2 separate regions of the Zea mays genome follow, and region 1 is linked to region 2. Evidence: chromatin contacts called from public Hi-C data. All regions are on one chromosome and are shown on one strand. Each heading gives the region's core, a stretch centred on a gene start, on an enhancer-like site or on the middle of the called end of the contact. The rest is flanking DNA. Distances are from core to core; before and after follow the strand shown. Region 1 has its middle 20 kb from the start of LOC100304080. Region 2 holds the start of LOC109939172 (sugar transporter ERD6-like 6).

What was found. A called contact is a pair of places that touch in the nucleus more often than the background predicts.
Region 1: a Hi-C map of leaf mesophyll shows a contact between it and region 2, with 3 times the contacts expected there. The contact joins the enhancer-like site here to the promoter of LOC109939172 in region 2. A contact is called at or near these places in 2 of 25 Hi-C or Micro-C datasets (ear and leaf mesophyll).

The regions. Positions count from the first base shown.
Region 1 is chr8:72,920,555-72,925,754 of Zm-B73-REFERENCE-NAM-5.0, reverse strand. No RefSeq gene overlaps it. Among protein-coding and RNA genes, the nearest start is that of LOC100304080, 20 kb to the left of the region's middle. Within about 2 kb of position 2,029, at least 10 of the 20 cell types and tissues checked have an H3K27ac peak or open chromatin away from gene starts, as enhancers often do. A contact at or near this core is called in leaf mesophyll, where this site is marked.
Region 2 is chr8:72,676,354-72,681,306 of Zm-B73-REFERENCE-NAM-5.0, reverse strand. LOC109939172 (sugar transporter ERD6-like 6) reads right to left here and starts at 3,209. Exons shown (of 18, transcript XR_004851970.1): 1 at 2,311-3,209; 2 at 2,103-2,192; 3 at 599-658; 4 at 439-504; 5 at 174-239; 6 at 6-81.

The DNA.
Region 1 (5,200 bases), core at 780-3,279, 250 kb before region 2:
TTTTAGCTAAGAGAAGGCATGTGTAAAAATTAAAGATTATTTTAATGTTTGCTAAGTGTTTCTAAAAAACAAATGTAAAATTGATTTAGTTAACAATTAGAAGAAAGAACACTTAGCTTGCTTAATAAAATAAAAACAATTTCAGTAGCATAGTTATAGATGTCTAGTAAGCACGAGGCCCGCGAGCCCGGCACGAAGCCCGCTGTTTGGGCCCGGTCCGAGCTCGGCACGACCCGGTTCTATGCGGGCCCGGGCCGGTCTGGCACGAATAAGCGGGCCGGGCTCGGATAGGAAACTAGACACGGTGGGCTAGCCCGGCACGGCTCGTTTACCTCTAAGCCCGTTAAGCCCGTTTTTTACACTAAAATATGCTTACCGGCCCGCATAACCCGTTTTTGGCCCGCTTTTTTCGTGCTAAACGGGCCGACCCGGCCCGTTTAGGCCCGCTGCGGGCCGGGCTCGGACAGGAAATTGAGCCCGTGTGCTTAGAAGGCCCGACCCGGTTTTCTAACCGTGCCTGGTGGGTCGGGCCCAAAACGGGACGGGCGGCCCGTTTGGCCATCTCTATGTATAGTAATAGTATTAGTTAGCGCTAGTAAATTTTTTTGGCTTAGAGGATAAGAAATGGAATAGAGATAAAAAAGTATTAAGATCTTTTCAGGTAATTTTTGGATTTTTAATAATAAGTTGTATTTTTTGGATTTTTAATAATAAGTTGTGACTCCTAAAATTCCAGAAACGTTATGGCACATATAATATCTTATTATGAATTTGTGTGTAAAATTATATAAATATAGATATTACTATATCACTGAACTGAAATAGACAAGGTCCACTTAAATCAATGTCATCTTCATAAAAAACCAACAACTTAAGTTGTTCACAGGGTTATTTATCTGATTTTGTAAAGCTGAAGATGTTAAACAACGAGGTCTAGAGGATTATTTGTCTGGTTTTATAAAGCCGATGATTTTAAAGGTGAGGGGACGAAGGAGGTTACACTATAAAAGTTGAGGGCTATATAGACTTTTTTTCCTTTGTTTTAGGGGGTGTTTGGTTACCCCAAACTAAAATTTAGCCCCTGTCCCATCGAATGTTTGAACCTCCGTTTCGGGTATTAAATGTAGTCGGATTATAAAACTAATTTGTCAGCCGAAAATTAAAAGACGAGACGAATCTAGTCCAGTTGGTTGGGTCTATATTTCATACTCCTATTTAAAAGTCAAACGCTTGATGTGACCCGGGCTAAACTTTAGCAGGAGCAACCAAACACCTCCAGTAACCACATAAGATAATCTATCATAAGCTATGTCAGGCCTGATCTACATGTGTTTCACGGGCCACGGCATCTTGGTGTCGCAACGGATGAGATCGTGCTTGCCGGGTAGTTGGCAACTTGGCATGCATGCATATGGGGATGCTGTATACTATATATGTACCTGACCTAGCTATACATGTTTTTCTTTCCTCTGGCCACCTTTTTTTTATAAAATGGACCACGACAGAGTATTCTTTGCTACTCTCTATCCCATAACAAAGTAGTATTCAGTTCTTTCCATTCTTCTTTGTTTTCTATCTACGTACAGAGCTACAGTTGCGAACACATCATATAAATGATATTTAAATATGTTAAATACTTGTTTAGAAGGTAATTAGCTTTAGTTGATTTTATAAGCTAACTGTCGGTGTGAGATTCATGCATGTCGTGTGGGGAGGGCAACGATAGGTGAGATTTCGCAATATAGTGTACTCCACTGCTCCGTCTGTTATAATTCATTTGACTTCTTTATTCTAAATTTAATCGGCTTGTTTTATTAAAAATATATAATTATTGTTGATTTTTTGTGGTATTGTTTAACATATAATATGGCTTTAAATTTTAAATTTTCTCAAAATAATTAAATAGAACAAGCCGAACAAACGCGACAAAAAAAAGTCTAATTTGTGACGAAGGCTTACTAGTACAAACAGTAGGAGTAGCACAGGGATATGTATCGGCGAGTGGGATCGATAGGCAGGAGGAAGAGGACGAATGCGATAGACGGGGCGGCGCGAACATCAGTGAACAGAAACCCCCATCCCCATCAATTATTCCAACTTCTTCTGGACAATTTTTGTTTATATTTTCGAATATATTGTTGTCCAAGCAACTGGCTGAACAGTGAACATCACCAACCATTCTTTTTGCTGCACGGCATCTTTTCTCGTATCGCTGATATTTGCTTAGAGATGCTAGCTAGTCCTAGCTAGCTCCTACTTACGACTTCCCTTGCAAAACGTTAGTTATTCTAGCTTCTCTTTTCTCTCTCTATAGAAATAATTTTTTACTCAATCTATCTCAAAATATAGTTCTTTCTAATTCTAGACCTTTTTTTTTCATCCACATCCGAATGCATATATATATAGGGGTGTAATCGGATCGAATACGGACGAATATCAATGAAATCATATTTGTTTTCATATTTTTATTCGGATTCGAATTCGAATACGGATAGCTTCGAATACGAATACTGTCGGGGACCATAATTAGGGGTACCCTCAAGACGCCTAATTCTCAGCTGGTAACCCCCATCAGCATAAAGCTGAAGAGGCCTGATGGGTGCGATTAAGTCAGGGATCAGTCCGTACGAGCGACTCGATCACGCCTCGCCCGAGCCTAGCCTCGGGCAAGGGCAGCCGACCCCGAGGGATTTCCGTCTCGCCCGAGGCCCCCCCTTTAACGGCGGACACATCTCCGGCTCGCCCGAGGCCTTGCCTTCGCTAAGAAGCAACCCTGACTAAATCGCCGCACCGACTGACCGAGTCGCAGGAGCATTTAACGCAAAGGTGGCCTGACACCTTTATCCTGACGCGCGCCCCCCGGCAGAGCCGAAGTGACCGCCGTCACTTCGCCGCTCCACTGACCGGTCTGACAGAAGGACAGCGCCGCCTGCGCCACTCCGACTGCAGTGCCACTCGACAGAGTAAGACTGACAGGCAGTCAGGCCTTGCCAGAGGCGCCATAGGAAACTCCGCTCCGCCTGACCCAGGGCTCGGACTCGGGCTAAGCCCCGGAAGACGGCGAACTCCGCTCCGCCCGACCCAGGGCTCGGACTCAAGCTCGGCACCAGAAGACGGCGAACTCCGCTCCGCCCGACCCAGGGCTCGGACTCGGGCTAAGCCCCAGAAGACGGCGAACTCCGCTCCGCCCGACCCAGGGCTCGGACTCGGGCTAAGCCCCGGAAGACGGCGAACTCCGCTCCGCCCGACCCAGGGCTCGGACTCGGGCTCAGCCCCGGAAGACGGCGAACTCCGCTCCGCCCGACCCAGGGCTCGGACTCAGGCTCGGCACCAGAAGACGACGAACTCCGCTCCGCCCGACCCCAGGGCTCGGACTCCGCCTTGGCCTCCATCGAACGACCTCCACCTCGCCCGACCCAGGGGCTCGGGCTCGGCCTCGGGAACTCCGCTCCGCCCGACCCCAGGGCTCGGACTCCGCCTTGGCCTCTGCCGAACGACCTCCGCCTCGCCCGACCCAGGGGCTCGGGCTCGGCCTCGGCCACGGAAGACAGACTCGACCTCGGCTTCGGAGGAACCACCACGTCGCCCGACCTAGGGCACAGGCCCGCCACGTCAACAGGAAGCGCCATCATCACCCTACCCCGAGCCGACTCGGGCCGCAGAGAACAAGACCGGTGTCCCATCTGGCTAGCTCCGCCAGATAGGCAATGATGGCGCCCCGCTAGCCCTGTGACGACGACGGCTCTCAGCTCCCTTACGGAAGCAGGGGGACGCCAGCAAGGACTCAATCGCTCCGACAGCTGTCCCTCCGCCAGGCTCCGTTGCTCCTCCGACAGCCACGACTTCACACCAGCAGGGTGCCAAGATCTCTCCGGCTGCCACATTGGCATGTACTTAGGGCGCTAGCTCTCCCCCCGCTAGACACGTAGCACTCTGCTACTCCCCATTGTACACCTGGATCCTCTCCTTACGCCTATAAAAGGAAGGACCAGGGCCTTCTTAGAGAAGGTTGGCCGCGCGGGGACGAGGACGGGACAGGCGCTCTCTTGGGGCCGCTCGCTTCCCTCACCCGCGTGGACGCTTGTAACCCCCTACTGCAAGCGCACCCGACCTGGGCGCGGGACGAACACGAAGGCCGCGGGACTTTCCACCTCTCTCACGCCCGTCTCCGGCCACCTCGCTTTCCCCCCTTCGCGCTCGCCCACGCGCTCGACCCATCTGGGCTGGGGCACGCGGCACACTCACTCGTCAGCTTAGGGACCCCCCCGGTCTCGAAACGCCGACAGTTGGCGCGCCAGGTAGGGGCCTGCTGCATGCTGACGAACAGCTCCCCGTCAAGCTCCAGATAGGCAGTCTCCAGCAACCTCTCCGGCCCGGGACGGTGCTCCGTTTCGGGAGTCTTGAGTTCATGTCCTTCGACGGCAGCTACGACATGATACTCCTTCCACCGCCGCGCGACAACGACAATGGCGGCCGACAACCCGCCCGCCGGCGGCGGAATCGACGACATCTTCCCCGCGTGATGGAAGAACAACATTCGAGCTCGCCCCGTCCTCTCCCCCGCCAACGGAGGAGGAGGCGGGGCAACCAAGGCCAAGCGGGAGGCCACGCTTCGTCGACTGTCGAGCGAATCGACGTCCCCAGCGCCCTAACGGGGGGCGCGTCAGGCGTCGACCTCGCATTGGAGACGAAGGCGAGCGCCATCCCCCCGCGACACACCAATCCCGAGCAAGTGGACGACGCCAGCGCGCTCGCGGAGAGCTTGCGGGACGTCGCCCTCGTACCTGAGACGGCGGTGCAATCAGTCCCCGACGTGACTATGTCGCTGCTCTTCGACCAAAAGGTACCAATCGAATCCCATCCTACGTCATTTCGACTCGGCCTCAACCCGCTTAGCGACCTTGCGCTGGCGGGCGCTCTCGTTGAGGCGAGTGCAACCCCTCTGGGGTTTCGTGTGCAGTAGCCTTGGGACCGGTTGACGGACATCTCGACCTACGGGCCCTCTGGGTCCGAGGAAGATGACGATCCCAGCATCTATTGGGATTTCTCTGGATTTGGCAACCCCAGTGCCAGGCGGGACTTTATGACCGCATGTGACTACTGCCTCTCCGACTGTTCCGACGGTGGCCGCAGCCTCGACGACGAGGACTGCGGCCCAAGCCGCGAATGTTTCCACGTCGAGCTAGGGGGTCCCTCCGAA
Region 2 (4,953 bases), core at 1,960-4,459:
GTTACCTATTAATGCAAGAAGCCTCCAAGGAAAAAACAAGCCAAGCACATAGACAAACATGACACCAAATGTTGCAGACAACTGTAGAATGACCAATTACACAGTGAGGTTGGCATAATCAAGTCAAGTGCTTGCTTCAAGAAAAGATTAAATGCTTGTGGGTATGAACAAACCGGGTTCACAGCGCCAAGAGCTCCTCTCATGTTCTGAGGAGATATCTCTGCTATGTATACCGGTACCTGGTGGCCCAGAATTCACAGACCAAAATTAGCTGATATAACTACGGGAACGACTGTTATGCAAGCAAAATCTTAGCTGCAGGCGAGCCTCCTGGGCCTTAGATCATTTTGTCTAAAAATGATGACATATCATAGGTTAAAAAGCACAAGTACTCATACTCTCAAGACATAACCAGGCATGAAGTTTTATTATACATACCACATAGGAAATGACACCGACACCAAATCCTTCAAGCAATCGTCCCATGTACAGAAACGAAGTGTGCTGCAGAGCAGACCATACATCGACAGCCATCAAGGCCGATGTTGTCATTTGTGAAGCAATGAGTGGGAATAAACTGACACACTTAGCACCATACTTTCGCGAAGGAGATTGCAAGCCAGCCCATGATGTTCGGAACCGCTGCAATAATCAATGACTGCGAAACAGTAACCAAGCTAGTTAGGTGCTGTTTGGTTCACATATTTGTAACGTGAATGGTAACAGATAACATTAAATCATGTTTATTTGAGTCTAACCATAATCAGATACCACACTAAAAACTGATACCGATCTATTCAAAGTTATTTTTGTTGTCTTTTAAAGTACTGTTTGGTTCACATATTTGGAATATGAATGGTAACATAAAACATTAAATCATGTTTGTTTGAGTATAACCGTAATCAGATACCACACTAGAAATTGAAACCAATCTATTCAAAGTTATTACCGCGATCACTGAATAAGGAGGGGATTTTAGCCCCTCTAATCCCCTCCAGTTTTGTGGCTCTTAAACTAGCCCTTAAGTGTAAATCATTACCGTTACCATTTATGTTACAATACGTGAACCAAACATCATCTTAGGCTAAATGATTACATGGTTCGAGCATCTTTCAAAGCGTGATCCAATCACATCGTGAAGTGATAGCAGGGTAACTGATCCCAAGATTCAGTAAATCTATCACAGCCGATCTGGTCGTTAACTGATTAGGTTTCCCGTTACCACGGATGAATGAACAGAAAAAAGAAGAATCATGTAATCGTTTTCTTATGACGGACCAAAAAGCGCGTAATCTTTGATTCTCTTCCTTTGACGTGTGTGTTACCTTTACGCAACCAAACAGCATTTACTCTACTCTAGTTTTTTCTTGTTCAGGGCACTTAAGTCTACACTCTAATTAAAGAGGTGTTTCGTTCCCGAACTAAATTTTAATTCTTGTCACATCAAAGGTTTGAATATGAATTATAAATATTAAATATAGGCTTAATTAGGTTTAATAAATTTGTATAATCTTTTATTCTTTATTTGTGTAATTTGTTTTATAATTAAATTATATTTGTATCCGTAACTATCATTCAAACATTTGAGGTTAAAGGGTTAAAGTTTAGCTGGGTTGTAACTAGACACCCCCTAAATTAAAATTTAAAATTGCAGTTTCTGTAGATACAGTCTGTGATTTTTGGTTCCGTGAATAAAAACTCCACCGGACAAAACCACAAACCCTTCAAAATCTTATTTATGTTGGCATAAAAACAAATAATAGTTTACAATCATTTCTGTAGTCAGACAAGAATAAGAAATTGATATACAATGCCACAAAAGACAAATAAAAATCGCAAAAATAACAATTTATTGGTGGTATAAAGGTGTTGCTTGAAATCATCTTTAAAATTTAGGCATATTAAATATAGAAAACGTGATAAATTTAAGTAGTGGATAGTGGCCAGTGGTGCTGTCGACCCTCTCTGCACAGAGTCATCAAAACCACCCACCCAAAAATGGGCCCGAGCAGCATAGACCACGAAACTGACAGAACAATTTTCTGAGACATTTGCAAGGAAACAAGTCGTAGAAAAATGAAGAAAGCAGAGTTGTTTCTCACCCCTCTCCGGCCAATGTACTTGGCCATCTGGCCGCTGGCGATCGCCCCGACCATGGCGCCCACGTTGGACAGCGAACCGAACGCCGAGAACTGGGGAGGCGACGGAGCTCCATCAATTATTTGTTCGTTTGATTTTGAGACGAACGCGCCGAGCCGAGCGTGAAGACAAAGCTAGCGTTAGGACGTAGAAACTGCAGCCAGGAGGTACCTCGGAGATGGAGAGGTTGAGGTCCCGGATGATGCCGTCCTGCGTCGGCGAGGAGTAGCCGCTTGTGAAGCCGCACTGGATGGGGCCGAGCGCGACGATGAGCGTGCAGAGGAAGGCGGAGACGTGGGACTCGCGCAGGACGGCCCTGGAGGAGGTGCCGGCGGCGTTGAGGCTGGGCTGGCGCGACCCCGTCCGTTGGCAGCTCCCGCTGTTGGGCAGCAGCGGCTTGTGCAGCCCGCCGTCGTTGTCGCTGCCGCACTCGTAGCCGGCGCCGGGCGCGCTGTTGCTCGCCATGGCGCCCGCGCTCAGCGCCCAACTCGCGGCGAGATTTGATTTGTCTCGTTTTTCTCCAGGTGGGATTGGATGGATGGAGAGAGAGACAGGGGAGGAGGAGGACGAATGGCAGGAGACGAAACGGGGGAGACCCACCACCTCCATTGAATGGGCAAGCCGAGTCGCCGTCGTGAAACTCGTGATAGGCGGCAGGTCTCGCCGGGGTCCCATTTCTGAGCTGAGCTGGACATGACTACCAGCTCATCATCCACATGTCATGTTGGCCGTGTTGTTTTGCCGTTTCTCGGCACTGTGACTACTGTCACTGTCACAGGCGAGGCGAGGCGACAGGACTCGGCGTCCGGCCTCCTGGACGCCTTGCCTAGTCGGCGACTCCCTTCTCGCCACGGTCATTGCCTCCAGTGAGATCCCCACCTTCGCCGCCTCCCCCTCCGTTCCACTCCCTCGCGCGCTCCATCCTCTATCAGCAAGCAGCTCGAGACCTCCGCTGTCGACGCCATCTACACTTGCTTCCTCGCGCTCCTCTCCTCTGCTTCCTGCCGCCGTCCTTGCCCTCGCAGCCGCTGACTTGCGTACTGTTGGGTGCCAAAATGAGTGTCCCGATTTGGACCGGATGGTCCGCGCAAGCGCAGAATAAATTAGGGTTCTGAGTTTCCTCGGAATAAGCTTGGAATTTTGTTGGTAACGATCCAGCCCCTCTTCTCTATAAAAGTAGAGAAATACGGCCAATTTAATCAATCAATCGAACCCTCAATCAATACAATTTACATTTATTCTTAGGAGTAGTTCTACTCTGTTCTAGGTTAGTCTTACAATCTTCAAATTCTTCGCTTCTCTTCGACTCTACGTCAATTAGAGAAGTCTAGGTCGGCCTGCCGAGCCTATACATCACCTAGGATCTCTCCTCCCCGACAGGGTCCCTCCTGAGAGCGAGATCCAGGCGCCACCGACGATCTTCCGCCGCCCTTGCGCACGCGCGGACCGTCCGGTCCCAGGGCGCGGACCGTCCAGTCGTCAGGCAGGAAATCCTAGCCTCGCACCAGGCCGCACCGTCCGCCCCTGTGCAGAGAGCACCGCCGCTGGTTCGTGTTGAGTGATTGGCGCCCGAAAAAAGTGTCAACATACTTTTTGGCGACTCCGCTGGGGAACACACATCTAGACCTATCAAATCGGCCCTCAATGGCCGGTTCAATGGATAGTTCTGAAGTCTCCCCCAACAACATTATAGAGCCGACTTGGGAAACCTTGCCGGCTGACGAACAACTCCAGTTCGAGGAGCACAAGGAGCATCTGATACAAGAGGCAAAAGCGAAGTTTTTGGCTAACTTCAAGGTGGACAGGAACAATAAAGTCGTCCGACAACGGGCGACGGATCCGGCTTCGCTCCGACCCAATGTAAGTAATACAAACGAGCTACAATCTCTTAAGAATTATGTAGATGAACAACGAGAACAAATGCAAAATATCATAGGGGTATGCAAAACGATTATAGGAGACTAGTACGTGCATTTGATAAATCTAGTATCGCAAATTTTCCTTCGCACGAGGTTGAATTATAGGGTAACACGCGTAATACATCGGCTATAGGTTGTCACGACCAGTTACAACCCCTTTATGGGATGTCGATGGACACATACCCTGAGCAACCACAAATCGACAGTAAATCAAGCGATCTGCACATGCCCGGACCGTCCGCACGTGAGCGCGGACCGTCCGGGCCAGCAACGGCCGGGCCCATTTTTAATGAGTTACCCAGCATGCACCCGAGCCACAACATATGACACAGAATCTAAACTACCAGGTCGGACCGTCCGCATACAATGACAAACGGTCCGCATATAATCACGGACGGTCCGGGTACATGTCCGGACAGTCCGTACATGAGTTTTTTGAGAAGGATTATTACCTGAATTCTCACCCGTCCCAGCAACACTTCCCATCACACTATGCAATGCATCAGCCCATTAATACAAAATCCCGAGCCCAGGAGAACTTTCTAGCCCCGCCTAGAAGGCCGGAAAGAAACGATCAATCCTATGAGCCAGATAGGGTAAATGGCAATGCACCACATAGCTCAAACCAATGGGGGGAAAGACAACATGCTAATATCCAGCCAACCCCACCTATGTTTAACTAGAGAGTCGGTGGTCTCCCACCGGCTGCCATCGATATAGTGAGGGAGGAAATAGCCGGGGCGTTCCAAGATAAGATCGGAGTAAGCATGGTGTCTGGGGGGCAATCATATCAGAAACCTTATGACAGCCGATTTGATCACCACCCATACCCCCAGGGCACCAGGATACCCGAATTCGCAAAAATTTCGGGTGACCAAGAATTAGGAGAATTGGC